Linked DNA regions of Mus musculus: region 2 is linked to region 1. Evidence: chromatin contacts called from public HiChIP or PLAC-seq data. All regions are on one chromosome and are shown on one strand. The core of a region is the stretch at or near the end of the contact, and the rest is flanking DNA. Distances in the headings are between cores, read along the strand shown. Region 1 holds the start of Aspscr1 (alveolar soft part sarcoma chromosome region, candidate 1 (human)). Region 2 has its middle 10 kb from the start of Gcgr.

Region 1 (6,542 bases), core at 2,942-5,441:
TCCGTCTGCCTCTGCCTCTCAAGTGCTGGGATTAAAGGCATATGTTACCACAGCCCGGCTTGTTGCTGTTGTTTTAATTTTATTTTGGGGGGGTTGTTTTTTCCTGTTTTGTTTTCAAGACAGGGTTTCTCTGTGTAGCTCTGAAGGTCTAGAACTCATTCTGTAGACCAGGCTGTCCTCGACCTTAGAGATCTGCCTGTCTCTGCCTCTGAAGTGTTGGGACAAAAGGCCACCACTGCTTTTGTTTTTGATTGTGCAGGGTCTTCCTATATGGCTGTCTAGAACTTGCTGTATAGCTGAGGTCACCCTCAGATTTAATCCTGCTTTTGCCTCTCAAGTGTTGGGATTACAGACAAGTGCTACCACAGCTGGTGTGTGCATGCCCTGCATCATGCGCTCATGAGGGTAGAAGTTGTTTTGGGAGTCTGTTCTCTGACTCCACACTGGGTTCTGGACTTTGAATTCAGATGTTGTGCGTGTATGGCTCATTGTACCAATTCAGCTTTGCTTTCTTACTCTAAAGCCTCACTCTGCAGCCCAGACTCCCGGGGCCTCACAGTGTATTTCAGGCAGATGGCAAACACATGACAACCCTCTTGCCTCAGCCTCCCACATGCTGGGAGGTTTGAGCCACTGTGCCTGGTTGTACACCTCTTATTGTTGATTGTGATGATGTTGTTAAAGCTCTGAAATGCTTTTTTTAAAAAATTTTAAAAATTTTTTCTTTTGTAGTGCTAGGGTTCAAACTCCAGATCTTGCAAATATAATCTACAGCTCTATTCTTGCAACATCTCTTAAAACAGAAAATTTTAAAAGAGCACTATAACTGAACATTCTCACTGCGGAAGAGACCTTGTATTGAAAGATGCAGATTTCTTTATTTTATTTTTTATTTCTATCTTTTGAGACAGGGTCTTTCTAGTCCTGGTTGTCCTAGAACTCACTATGTAGACCACATTGCAAGATTTCAAATGTAGAGATCTCCCAGTCTCTGCCTCCCAAGTGCACCTCCAAGCCTAGTCCTAGTTCATATTCTATGTATTAGAAAATGTCCTTGTCCCTAGGAAGTAAGCATTAAAGAAGTATTCAGTGTCAAAGAAGTACAATGCATCCAACTTACTCTTTACATTTATTTATTTGCATGTGTATGTGTATGCTTGTGTCTATGTGTGTGAATGTGTGTATGTGTGTGTGAATGTGTGCATATATGTGTGTGAATGTGTACATATGTTTGTGTGAATGTGTGCATATGTGTAAGTGTGTATGTGTGTGTATGTGTGTATGTGTGTATGTGTGTAAGTATAAGCCATATGCTTGCTGGTACCATCAAAGGCCAGAACAGGGTGTTGGATCCTTGGATCTTGAGTTACAGAGAGTTGTGAGCGTCCTGATATAGGTGCTGGGAATCAAACTCAGGTCCTCTGGCAGAGTCGTAAGAATTCTTTTTTGTTGGTTTGTTTGTTTGTTTGGGTCAGATATGCTGTTTAGCAGCTGTCATCTTTGCACTTGGAGGCAACCAGTTCAAAGTCAGCCTGGTCTATACAGGGTGAGACAGTCAATGATGGTGGCACATGCCTGTAATCCCAGCAGTCATGCTGTGGAGGCAGGATCAACAATAAAAGGCCATTTAGGCTACAGGAAACCTTATATAAAACAAAACAACAGAGACAAACACAAAGAATTTAAAGTTACTCCTCACAAGAAGCACAGCAGCCAGCGTGAAGGCAGTCATAATGACTAAATTTAGGTCAATTTAAGCACGAAAGAAACAATACTCAAACCCTACAATGAAATGGAAAAAAAAAAAGGCATGAGGGGCTAGAGAGATGGCTCAGTGGTTAAGAGCACTGGCAGTTTTTCCAGGTGTTGCAGGTTCAAGTCCCAGCACCCACATGGTAGCTCATAGCTATCTATAACTCCAGTTCCAAGGGATTTGATACCTACTTCTGGCCTCTACTGGAACCAAGGGAATGCATGTGATATACAGACATGCTTGCAGGCAAAACTTCCACACATATTATACACACACACACACACACACACACACACACACACACACATATATATATATATATATATGTTTTTTTGTTTTTGTTTTTTTGAGATCGGGTTTCTCTGTGTAGCCCTGGCTGTCCTGGAACTCTGAAATCTGCCTGTCTCTGCCTCCCAAGTACTGGGATTAAAGGCATGCACCACCACTGTCTGGCCACATATAAAATATTAAAAAAGAAAACCTAAAAAAAGAAAAAAGAAGGGCTGGTGAGATGGCTCAGCAGGTAAGAGCACCCGACTGCTCTTCCAAAGGTCCTTAGTTCAAATCCATGTCCCAGCAACCACATGGTGGCTCACAACCATCCGTAACAAGATCTGACTCCCTCTTCTGGTGTGTCTGAAGACAGCTGCAGTGTACTTACATATAATAAATAAATAAATCTAAAAAAAAAGAAAAAAAGAAGAAAACCCCAGAATTCACATTAATTTAATATATATGATTTTTTTTTAAAGAGAGATGTTTCTTTTTCTCTTTTTTATTTATTTTTTATTTTTTTTATTTTTTGGTTTTTGACACAGGGTTTCTCTGTGTAGCCCTGGCTGTCCTGGAACTCACTCTGTAGACCAGGCTGGCCTCAAACTCAGAAATCTGCCTGCCTCTGCCGCTGGAGTGCTGGGATTAAAGTCGTGGGCCACCACTGCCCAGAACCACTACCAAGAGATAGCACCACCCACAATGGGCTGAGCCCTCCCACATCAATCACTAATTAAGAAAAATGCCCCACAGCCAGATCTTGTGGAGTTATTTTCTCATTTGAGGTTTCCTTCTTTCCGATGACTCTAGCTTGTGTCAAGTTGACATAAAACTAGCCCGGACAACTGTCAAGGAAATAAATAAAAAAAACTCATTCATCAATTGGTGTTAAAACTGTTGCATAATAAATGTGGGAAGAAAAAAAAAAAAACATGGCATTGTAGTCTTAAAGAATTAGCCTATAGCTGACTAATTTACTACCCAAGGAAAGAGGGACCTTGATTATGGAGGATTCCGACTTTAACTTGAGCCTGACCATGGTCAAATTTCACATGCTCACTTTCAGAACAATCTGTATCTCTTGATGGCTGTCCATTTTTCTCACTGCACCTCTCTAAATGTTCTGCCAGAGGATTCTAACAGTGGGACAGTTGAAAGAAAACAGACTTGAGGGTTTGTGAGGTTTTGTTTTAAATGCTAGTGTGTAAAAAAGAAAGGAAGAAAACCAAAGGGGACCCGGGAAGGTGGGCAGCACAGTGAGGGTCTAAGGTTGCATAGAACACGCAAACTCTTCCCATTCTTTTCCCCATGTTTGTCAATACACACGTGTGACACAGATGCTGTATACCAGCTTCTCCAGTCAGATTTGGAGATTTTTACAACAATCCCAAGGACCATAGGCAAAGCATTCTCCTTGAAGTCATGGTGACAAGCTAAGAGAGGGCCTGAAGTCAACAAGATGGCTCAGCAAGTAAAAGTGCCACCAAGCCTGGTAACCTCAAATGAATCCCTCAGTCCCACAAGGTGGAAGGAGGGAACAGGCAAGTTCGCTGACAATGCACACAGGTACCATAGCATGCCTGTACCTGCTCTTCCACAGACACACAATAAAAAAAAAACACATAAAATATAACTTTATTATTATTGTTGTTGTTATTTTTTCAAGACAGGGTTTCTCTGGGTAGCCGTGGTTGTCCTGGAAGACTGTTGCTCTGTAGACCAGGCTGGTCTTGAACTCAGGGATCTGTTTTTGCCTCCAACATACTGGGATTAAAGGCTTGCATTACCACATCAGTCTCAATAAAATATTTTTCTAAAAGGTTGTCGCCATGTGACGATGATGATCACAGGAACACTTGAGAAGGGAGGCAGGATCAGTACTTAACGGAGTAGGTACAAAGGCTAACTCTGGTGTGCGCATACCCAGTACTTGGTGACAGACAGGTAGCTGTGGGCCCCAGGCTGGCCCCAGGCAGCATAGCTTTCTTGCAGGCAGCCCCCAGAGCTTGGAGGTTCCCAGGAACACGTGCCTCCGGATGAAGAAACAATGTCCCTGACAGAACTGTGCTCCTTCCAGGGAGGTGCCTTTGGTCCGCGCCGTCGGGACGCCATCAGGCTGCCTAATAGCAAAGCAGAGCCAGAGCGCCGGGGGCGGGCCCGGAAGCGAGTTGGCCCCGCCCCCGAGACCGCGTGGCTGTGCGTCCGGGCTGTTGCGGATAAAGTTGTTTGAGGCGAGCCGGCTGCGGTCACGTGAGCGGAAGATGGCGGCCCCGGCGGGCGGCGGGGGCTCCGCGGTGTCGGTGCTGGCCCCAAACGGGCGGCGCCACACGGTGAAGGTGACGCCGAGCACCGTGCTGCTGCAGGTGCGGCCGCCGGCCCGGGTGGGGAACGGGCGGATGGGTGGACCCGCGGGCCGCCCGGGGTCGCCGCATCAGGGCCCGCCCCTGCGGTTGCTCCTAGGGCGGTAGGGCGGGACCGGGTCCCGGTGGGCGGGGCCTGAGGCAGCCAATGAGCGCCTTTCGCGCGGCTGTCCGCCCCATCCTCTAGATCTGGGTCCCGGGGGCGGGGCGGGATACTTGGAGGCGCGTTTGCTGAGCACGGTGGGGTGGACCCCACTAACAGGGTCGAGCCTTGCGAGCCCCAGAATCTTCGGCGCTTGTCCGAATCCAGCCTTCTCGGTCACCGGGAAGAGTGGCGTTCCTTCCTGCTCAGCTCAGGGGCGTCCCTCCGGACCCTAGGGCCTGTGTTCCCGGAAGTGAATTTTGCTAAGTCACTCACGGCTTTTGATTGTTGCTGTTTGTGACCTCGTATGAATTACACCTGCTTATTAAACCTCTGTTGTTAGGTTACAAAGGCGTACACGATTCATATCTGTGGCAGGGCCATACAGAGTGACCTCCATTTGGAGCTGCGCTCATGTAGAGGAGGGTTCTGGTCATGCAGCAGTTGCACAAAGACTGCCGGGCCACAGAGTGGCCGTGGACACAAAGTTCAGTAAGGCAGATTATTATTTGTGGCTAGAGGCCTCGCAGAGCCTAGAACATGGGACCAGGGGTGGACAGGCTAGGCCATAGTTGGAGGATTAAGTCAATAATGGGTCCCCAGTAGGAGGGGAGAGAGTAGACAGGATTTGCATGTAGTTTGCTTGGAGCTGGTGAGTGAGATGTTTGGTGGGCTGGCCAGTGCGCCTACTATCAGTTGAGGTAGGTTTTACCGATCATTTGTCCCACAGGTACTAGAAGACACATGCCGGCGGCAAGACTTCAACCCCAGTGAATACGACCTGAAGTGAGTTTGCTTGGACTCAGCTGTGGGCTTCTCAGTCTACCTGGTCCTTTTCTCAACACATACTATCTCTGCCTTAGAAGCGCCCCCATAGGTACTTTAATACAACAGAAGTTTATCCTTGCCCAGTTCTGAAGGCAAAGTCCAAAGTGCCCAGAGTATGGTTGTGCCACCCCCCCCCCCCAACCGCCCCCAGATTCTCTGTGTAGCCCTGACTGTCCTGGACTTCACTTTGTAGACCAGGCTGGTCTCAAACTCACAGAGAGCCTTCTGCCTCTGCCTCCACAATGCTGGGATCAAAGACCCCACCCCCACCCCTGTGGCTATACTCTAGAATATTCTAGGGAAGAGGACTCATCTCTTTCAGCTTCTGGCTGTCCTGGTATTTCTTGGCTTGTGACTGCATCAGTACAACTTCTGCCTTGATCTTCAAACGGCCCGAAGACACAAGTCACTGGGTTTAGGGTCCTCTGGTTAGTCCAGGGTGACCTTATTTAATTTACTCTCTTAACCTACATTCATAAATACTTGTGACAAATAAGGTCATTTTCACAGGTTTTAGGGGCAAGAACAGTGATGTATCTTTTGGGGAGCACTGTCTAAACCCACAAATGCAGGGTTTTGGCTGTCTGTGTAAATTCCTGGTAGGACAAAGGAATGGCTAGAAAGCTGTAAAGGGATTGTTCGCCTCCCAGCTGCTGTAGTCCTCCCATGTCTGGGTCTCTGGGTCAGGGTGTTAGTACAAAGAGAGCAGTCCTCCACCAGGTCCTCGGGTCTGAGGCCATAGGAGGGATGCAGGTTTCTGTCTTAAGTAGAGCTTTTATTCTTGGAGACATGTTTTCACAACATTGTCCTAACACAAGAAGCCCACTCTCTTGGCCTTTCCCATGCTGTCGTGTGGGCTTTCTAGGAAGAAGTTTCTTGGAAAAGATACCTATATCAGGCCATTCCAGTCTCCGGCTCCCGTTCTGGTCTTCTAAGAATCCCAGAACATGTGCTCTTGAGTGGCCAAGCCATCTAACAATATCCTGCCACAAAGCTTTGTGCCAGCTCTGTTCTGTTAACCTGCCCATGGTCCACGTAATGGTGTCTGGTTGGAGCAATGACTATAATTTGAGCCAGTTCCTCTACAACACTACATTAGCTCTGCCCTTGTCTCCCTTTCCATCCACTGACTGTAATTTGTTTAAGAACTGCTCCCATTGCCCTGGCTGGTGCCTGGCTGTAAACA
Region 2 (6,542 bases), core at 1,366-3,865, 150 kb before region 1:
CCTGTCTCTCCTCCTGTTAAAGCTCGGAGTCTCTTCAGTGCAGGTCACCATTCGGACCTATTATGTGTTTCCAGGGGGCTGAATACCTACTCACAGTCTCCCGTGGCCCACATTCCTTCCTTGGGATGACCAGGGCAGAGATGTCCTAGCAACAGCACCCAAGTGTTGGGATTTCCTTTTAAAGATTTATTTATTTATTTTATGTATATAAGTACACTGTAGCTGTCCAGATGGTTGTGAGCCTTCATGTGGTTGTTGGGTATTGAATTTAGGACCTCTGCTCGCTCCTGTCAACCTCACTCGATGCGGTCAGCCCCACTTGCTCCGCCCCAAAGATTTATTATAATAATAATAATCTTATTATTATACATATTGTAATACAATATTATAAATATTTTAATTATTATAAATAAGTACACTGTAGCTGTCTTCAGACGCACCAGAAAAGGGCATCAGATCTCTCATTATGGGTGGTTGTGAGCCACCATGTGGTTGCTGGGATTTGAACTCAGGACCTTCAGGAGAGCAGTCAATGCTCTTATCCACTGAGCCATCTCGCCAGTCCCAAGAAGTGTTGTTTTTAAAAAAACAAAAAACAAAAAACCCCCCAAAACTCTAGTCATTCAATTTTACCAAAGAAGACTCAGGAGCCAGACACCAGGGTGAAAACCTGCTGGCTCAGGGAGCTACATCACAACAAGGTTTTTTTTTTCTTCACAGTCTGATCACAGATCCTGTGATACAGAAGAACATTGTCTGCCTCACTGTCTCCAGCCTGCAGCCCGCCTGAGGATCTTCCCAACACCTCCAAGGCCTGAAGCAGAGCCTGAGGAACCTCCTGGGAACATTTCCCTGGATCCACCCCCATCGCTGGCGAGACAGTTGGACAGCTTGTGTTTGCACATTCGGCCCCCACAGCTAGGCTTCCTTAGGTCCACCCACTTCCCCCTCCTGCCTTATAGTCCCTGGGAGTTCCCAGCCTAATTGAGTCAGCAGAAGTGTGTGTGACTACAACTGGCCTACTCTTGTGCAACTTGGAACTTGGAACTCCTCCTGAGGTAGGGAGCCCCGGCTCTGAACAAGACTTTTCTGAAGCCTCATACTGTTTAGCGATGTGTTTCTATACATTTCTATGGCCAGTGTCACAGTTCCCTGTGTAGGCCAGGTGAGTGTGTTACCATGGAAGTGCACATTCTATGCTTTACACACACACCCACAAAAACTAACATCTACAGCTCCAACCTTCATCCTCCAAGGCTCAGCGGACAGAAGAGAAGGCAAAAGGAATGTAAGACGGAGACAGAGGAGCACCGTGAACAGCCATCTTCTGAACAAGGCACAGAAGCTGCACTTATGAGGTCACGACGACAGCTGTGGCTGCCTGCACAAGGTCTTCACAAATCAGAGAGGCCCCACCCTTCACTGGGGCTCTATTATGGCTACGGGTGAAGAGAGTTGATATTCTTGGGGTGTGGCTGTTGGCAGGTTGCCCATGCTTCACTGGAGGGCTGAGTACCTATGTGCACATATGTAGCTCTGATTGGATTCAGTGAAGGGATGAAGGAGGAGGGGGATGTGTTGGGGAGGGGAGGGAAGATAGGAAGTGTCACTATCATTAAGACACACTGCTTAACTGTGTGTCAAAATACAGGAAAAAAAAACACTTTAATTGAGTCAGCACGATAAGATTGCAGGTGTAAAGGTGCCCACGTGGTGGGAACTGACTCCTACAAGACACACATTCACACCCACACACAAAAATAAACACATGTAATTAAAAATTGTTTTCCAGGGGGGTGGATCTGGGAGGAGATAGAGGAAGGAGTGGACATTAATACAATCAAAATAGATTATATGAAATTCTGAAAAGAATTAATATAACTATTATAATACACACACACACACACTTATATTTTCTAAGACAGGATAGCCCTGGCTGTCCTGGAACTCACTATGTAGAGCAGACTGGCCTTAATTTCAGAGATCTGCCTGCCTCTGCCTCCCAAGTTCTGGGATTAAAGGTGTGTGCCGTTAACACCTGGCTAAATATTATGTTTTAAATATCTTACAAAAAAATAACTAGCCAGTCATGGTGACATATCCCAGCACTCAGGAGGCAGAGGCAATCCAGTCTCTGTAAATTCAAGGTTGGTCTGTTCTATAAACTGAGTTCCAGAATAGCCAGGGCTACTGTCACAAAACAAAACAGAACAAAACAAAACAAAACCCTATACTTCTAGGTGGGATTATGGCTCACAGCTGTTATCCCAGCACTTGAGAGGCTGCGGCAGGAGGATTGCTGTAATTTTAAAGGTACCTTAGTCTATAAAGTGAGACCTTGTTTCAACAAAACAAAAAGTATCAGCCAGAAGCTAGAGAGATGGCTCAGTCATTAAGTCTGGGGTAGATGGATCAAGTCTTTGCCTGACTTAGACCCTGCCTCAAGCAAACAAACCCCTGACAAAATCTCCAGTTGTGCAGCCCTAAACATATTCACATTGTTGAGTAATTCTCACCAAATGAAACTCAGTCCCCATGAAACATCACTACCTCGCTGTGGGCTCCGGCCACCTCCCTTCTACTTCCTGTCTGTGACTGCCCGCTCCAGGCTCCCTCCCTTCAGGCCAATTATGCTTCATGATGTCATACACTCCTGGGCTTACCACCCGCCAGCCACGGACACTGGGGCTTCATGGACTGCCAGCGCTTGTGAGCCGGGCTGCTGTGAATGTGTGTCCACAAATCACTTATATCCCTGTTCTTTATTCTCTGTCGCTGTGTGGCTGTCCCAACCCCATCAGCAGCGAGTGTTGGGGTCTGGAAGGGCTCTGAAGAACAGCAACAGAATCCTTTAGGGTTGCAGTTAGCACAGAGCAATGGTTCATTTTCATGATCACCCTAATTGGATTCAGAGATGTCTAGAGGCTGGAGAGACACTCTGTCTTTGAGAGCACTCACTGCTCTCCTAGTGGCCTCCAAAAAGATCCCAGCACCCACAGGGCAGGTCACTGTCAGTGAATTTACATCGGTTCCGGGGAGAGCCTATGGAGGGCTTCAACTCCTTGGTATCGCCCCACTTTCTGAGAGTTGTAACAGAACTTCCTGTGACTGCTTTGGACAGATCGCCACCACCTCTAGGCCTTTAGGGACCCGTAGGTGGGGACTCTTGCCTCCTGCTGTGACAGTCCAGCACAGGAAGGACAGACCCCACTACCCACCCACTTTAGCTGAGGGCTCTGAGGCAAGAGTCAGTTGTCTGAGCTCTCTTCGTTCCCACTGACCTCTCATAGGACGAGCCTGACCTGCCCAGCTCGGAGAGGACTTCAGGGCTAAGAATAAGGGAGTCCCTCGTGCCTGGGCCCAGGGCACCTGAGATGGTGGAGTTGCTCCCGGGGACTCGTAGGCTGGGTCGATCTCAGGAAGTGACAGTGTCTGGGATAGTCTAGGAGTCCCAGGCGCTGCCTACATGGGGGAGGGGAGACTCTGCCAGGCAGTCAACAAGCTTTGGGTCCTCTCTCTTGGTCTTCCTGGATGTTTAGGCTCAGGCATGTCCTCAGAGCTGGGTTCGGCATGGCTGAGCATGAGATAGGCAGTGGGTATCGGTTTAGCTTCAGAATGTGGATAAAAAAGTCTTGCTGCCTTTCACAGGCCAGTTACCTGAACCACACTTAGCCCCTCTAGCCCCATTGCCCACACCCAGGCCTCTAGAGAACAGCAGCCCCTCATGTCAAGAGGCTCACAGGTCAGCCCACCACACTCTGTCACTCAACAGTTCCAAGACATACAGTCACACCCAAACACACCCAGACACAGAGGACATACAAATACCACAAGCAGACATAGGCGTGCACACACAGACATGCCTTTCCAGGAACGATAAGCTGCAGGCTCCAGGCGTCAGGGAGCTCTGTGCCTTCTCTACGAGGAAGAGCAGGCCTGGGAGGCATCTGTTGTGCCAGCTCTCTCTCCCGTTCTCTTCAGATGAAGCCCAGGTGCCAGTTGGCCAGCAGGGCCTGGGTTTCTGCCCAGCTGAAGGGCCATCTGGGAGGACATTTTCCCCAAGGAGACTCTAAATCTGTCTCTGGCTAATAGGGCTGGCTCTGGCCAGAGAAGAGGCCTACTGGAGGGGCCAGGGAGGTTGTCAGAGGCCTGGATTCAACCTGCTGTGGGGCAAGAGACCTCCCTCCAGGCCTGTGGTAGGACAAGCAGGCTTCCACCACCCAGTAAGACTACCCAGTGTTGAGAAAAAAGGAGTTTTGGCACAACCTTGCTGTTCTTGTAGAAGATCCAGGTTCAGTTCTCAAGACCAGCATCAGATGGCTCACAACCACCAGCTGCAGGGGATCTGACGCCCTCTTCTGGCCTCAGAGGGCACCAGCACATCTGCACGTACTCACACAAACACAGACACACTCTCTCATATTTAAAAAACTAAATCAGGCAATGGTGGCACACATCTTTAATTCCAGAACTCAGGAGGCAGAGGTAGGAAGATCTCTGTGTTTGAGGCCAGCCTGGTCTACAGAGTGAGTTCCAGGACAGTCAGGGCTACACAGAGAAACCCTGTCTAGAAAAAAGCAACATCTGTACAACAAAAGAGAAAAAAAAAAAAAAAAAGAAAAGAAAAAAGAAGAAAAGAAAGAAAGAAAGAAAGGAAGGAAGGAAGAAAGAAAGAAGTGAAAAAAGAAAAAGAAAGACCCCCAGAAAACTGGTTATGGCTGGCTGGAAACACTCTCAGAGAGATAGGTGGATGGGAGAGAGGGCTCAGAGACTCAAAGTGCCTGCCACTAAGCCTGAGGCCCTGAGACCAACCCAGAACCCATATAAAGATGGAACGAAAGAACCAACTTCACAAAGCTGTCCCAGCATGCATGCCATGGCATTGTGGCCACACATTCACAGTAATAGTAATAATAATAATCTAATAACATTTGAAAAAGCAAACAAAACCAGCTGGGCATAGTGATTCATTCATTTAATCCCAGCACTGAGGAGGCACAGGCAGGTGGATCTTACTGAATTCAAGGCCAGCCTGATCTGTATAGTGGGTTTCAGGACAGCCAGGGCTACATAGTAAGACCTTACCTCAAAAAACCAAACCAAACCAAACCAAACCAAAACAGCTAAACCCCAGAAGGAGCCGGTGAGAACTCTGACCCCAGTGCACCTCACGGTCAAAACTGGACATCTTTCCTCCGAGGTCACGAATAAAGCAGGAAAGCCGGGCATGGTGGTGCACGCCTGTAATCCCAGCACTGGGGAGGCAGAGGCAGGTGAATTTCTGAGTTCAAGGAGGCTAGCCTGGTCTACAGAGTGAGTTCTAGGAAAGCCAGGGCTACACAGAGAAACCCTGTCTTGTAAAAACAAAAAAACAAAACAAACAAACAAAAAAAAAACTCCAAACAAAACAAAACAAAAACAAATAAAGCAGGAAAGCCCAATCATGCCACCTCTGAACGTTGCACCACAGGTCACAGTTCCAACAATGAGTTACCAAAAAGTAAATAAAATCTTGCAGATTGCAAAGGAAGAAAATGTATTTTTCGAACACAGTGCAGAGTTGTCTTCACAGAGAAACCCGAAGAAGCTACAGAGACAGAGATGTGAGCATTAACGAGTGGAGGGAAGAGACCTAGAGATAAAGCACGCGCCGCGACTCTGTATACCAGCAGTGAGTAATCGGAAATAAAAAACCTTAAATATCGCTGTGAGCATCTATGGTGAGGACACAACGCAGTATCTGCCCAGTGCTTGGGATGCTAAAGTGGGAAGAATCTGATAAAGCGTTAGTAAATATCGAGTAATTAGACTCTAAATGCTTCATCGTCAGCTAATTAGCTCTGGACAAATGAGACAGCCGAGGGACTGGGCTTGACAGGACCAGTGGAGTTTGCAGGGTCACTACTGGAGACGCAGGTCAGGAAAAGCACTTTGCCTGGCATGCATGAGGCTCTGGGCTTGGGGAAAAATCACTTATAGCAATGATTTTATCAAAAGTGACAAAAATGGCCGGGTGGTGGTGGCGCACGCCTTCAACCCCAGAGCTTGGGAGGCAGAGTCAGGCTGATAGACTCTGAGTTTGAGGCCAGCCTGATCTACTACAGAGCAAGTTCTAAGACAGCCAGGGCTACCTGGAGAAACCCTGTCTCAAAACCAAAAACAAACAAACAACATTTGTGTACTAGCGACTACAGAATATTCCTGAGGGACACTGAAGAAGATCCAACCAATGAACTGTCGCCTGGATGTGCTTATGTTTACGAGCTGGATGCTAAGATAGGTGCTCAAATTTACCTATAGATTCTGCTGAGTCTCAGCTCACAACCCAGAGACAGGGGTTTTCTGTGTAGACCAGGCTGGCCTCGAACTCAGAGATCTGCCTGCCTCTGCCTCCCAAGTGCTGGGATCAAAGGCGTGCGCCATCACTCCTGGCTCTAACTTCTAAATGATGAGTCAGATGCAGTTGTACTCACTTGCAATTCTAGCACTCAAGAGACGGAGGAAGGAGGGACAAGGGTGTCCTGAGCTGCATAGGGCGACTC

What was found. HiChIP or PLAC-seq counts read pairs in DNA pulled down with a chosen protein or histone mark.
Region 2: a FOXA1 HiChIP or PLAC-seq map of pancreatic cancer cells shows a contact between it and region 1. The contact joins the enhancer-like site here to the promoter of Aspscr1 in region 1. A contact is called at or near these places in 4 of 39 promoter capture datasets (cranial neural crest, liver and maxillary cranial neural crest), 1 of 15 datasets of contacts at CTCF or cohesin (large pre-B cells), 13 of 484 Hi-C or Micro-C datasets (CD4 T cells, the G1E-ER4 cell line, Kupffer cells and 9 more), 10 of 115 datasets of contacts at active chromatin or transcription factors (the SCID.adh cell line, double positive thymocytes, embryonic stem cells and 6 more) and 4 of 9 other capture datasets (adipose tissue, embryonic stem cells, liver and 1 more).

Annotation. Positions count from the first base shown.
Region 1 is chr11:120,668,782-120,675,323 of GRCm38.p6, forward strand. It overlaps Aspscr1 (alveolar soft part sarcoma chromosome region, candidate 1 (human)), which reads left to right and starts at 4,192. Exons shown (of 16, transcript NM_026877.2): 1 at 4,192-4,389; 2 at 5,259-5,314. The coding sequence starts at 4,288.
Region 2 is chr11:120,517,311-120,523,852 of GRCm38.p6, forward strand. No RefSeq gene overlaps it. Among named protein-coding and RNA genes, the nearest start is that of Gcgr, 10 kb to the right of the region's middle. Within about 2 kb of position 2,616, at least 111 of the 459 cell types and tissues checked have an H3K27ac peak or open chromatin away from gene starts, as enhancers often do. A contact at or near this core is called in Kupffer cells, the SCID.adh cell line, adipose tissue and 6 more, where this site is marked.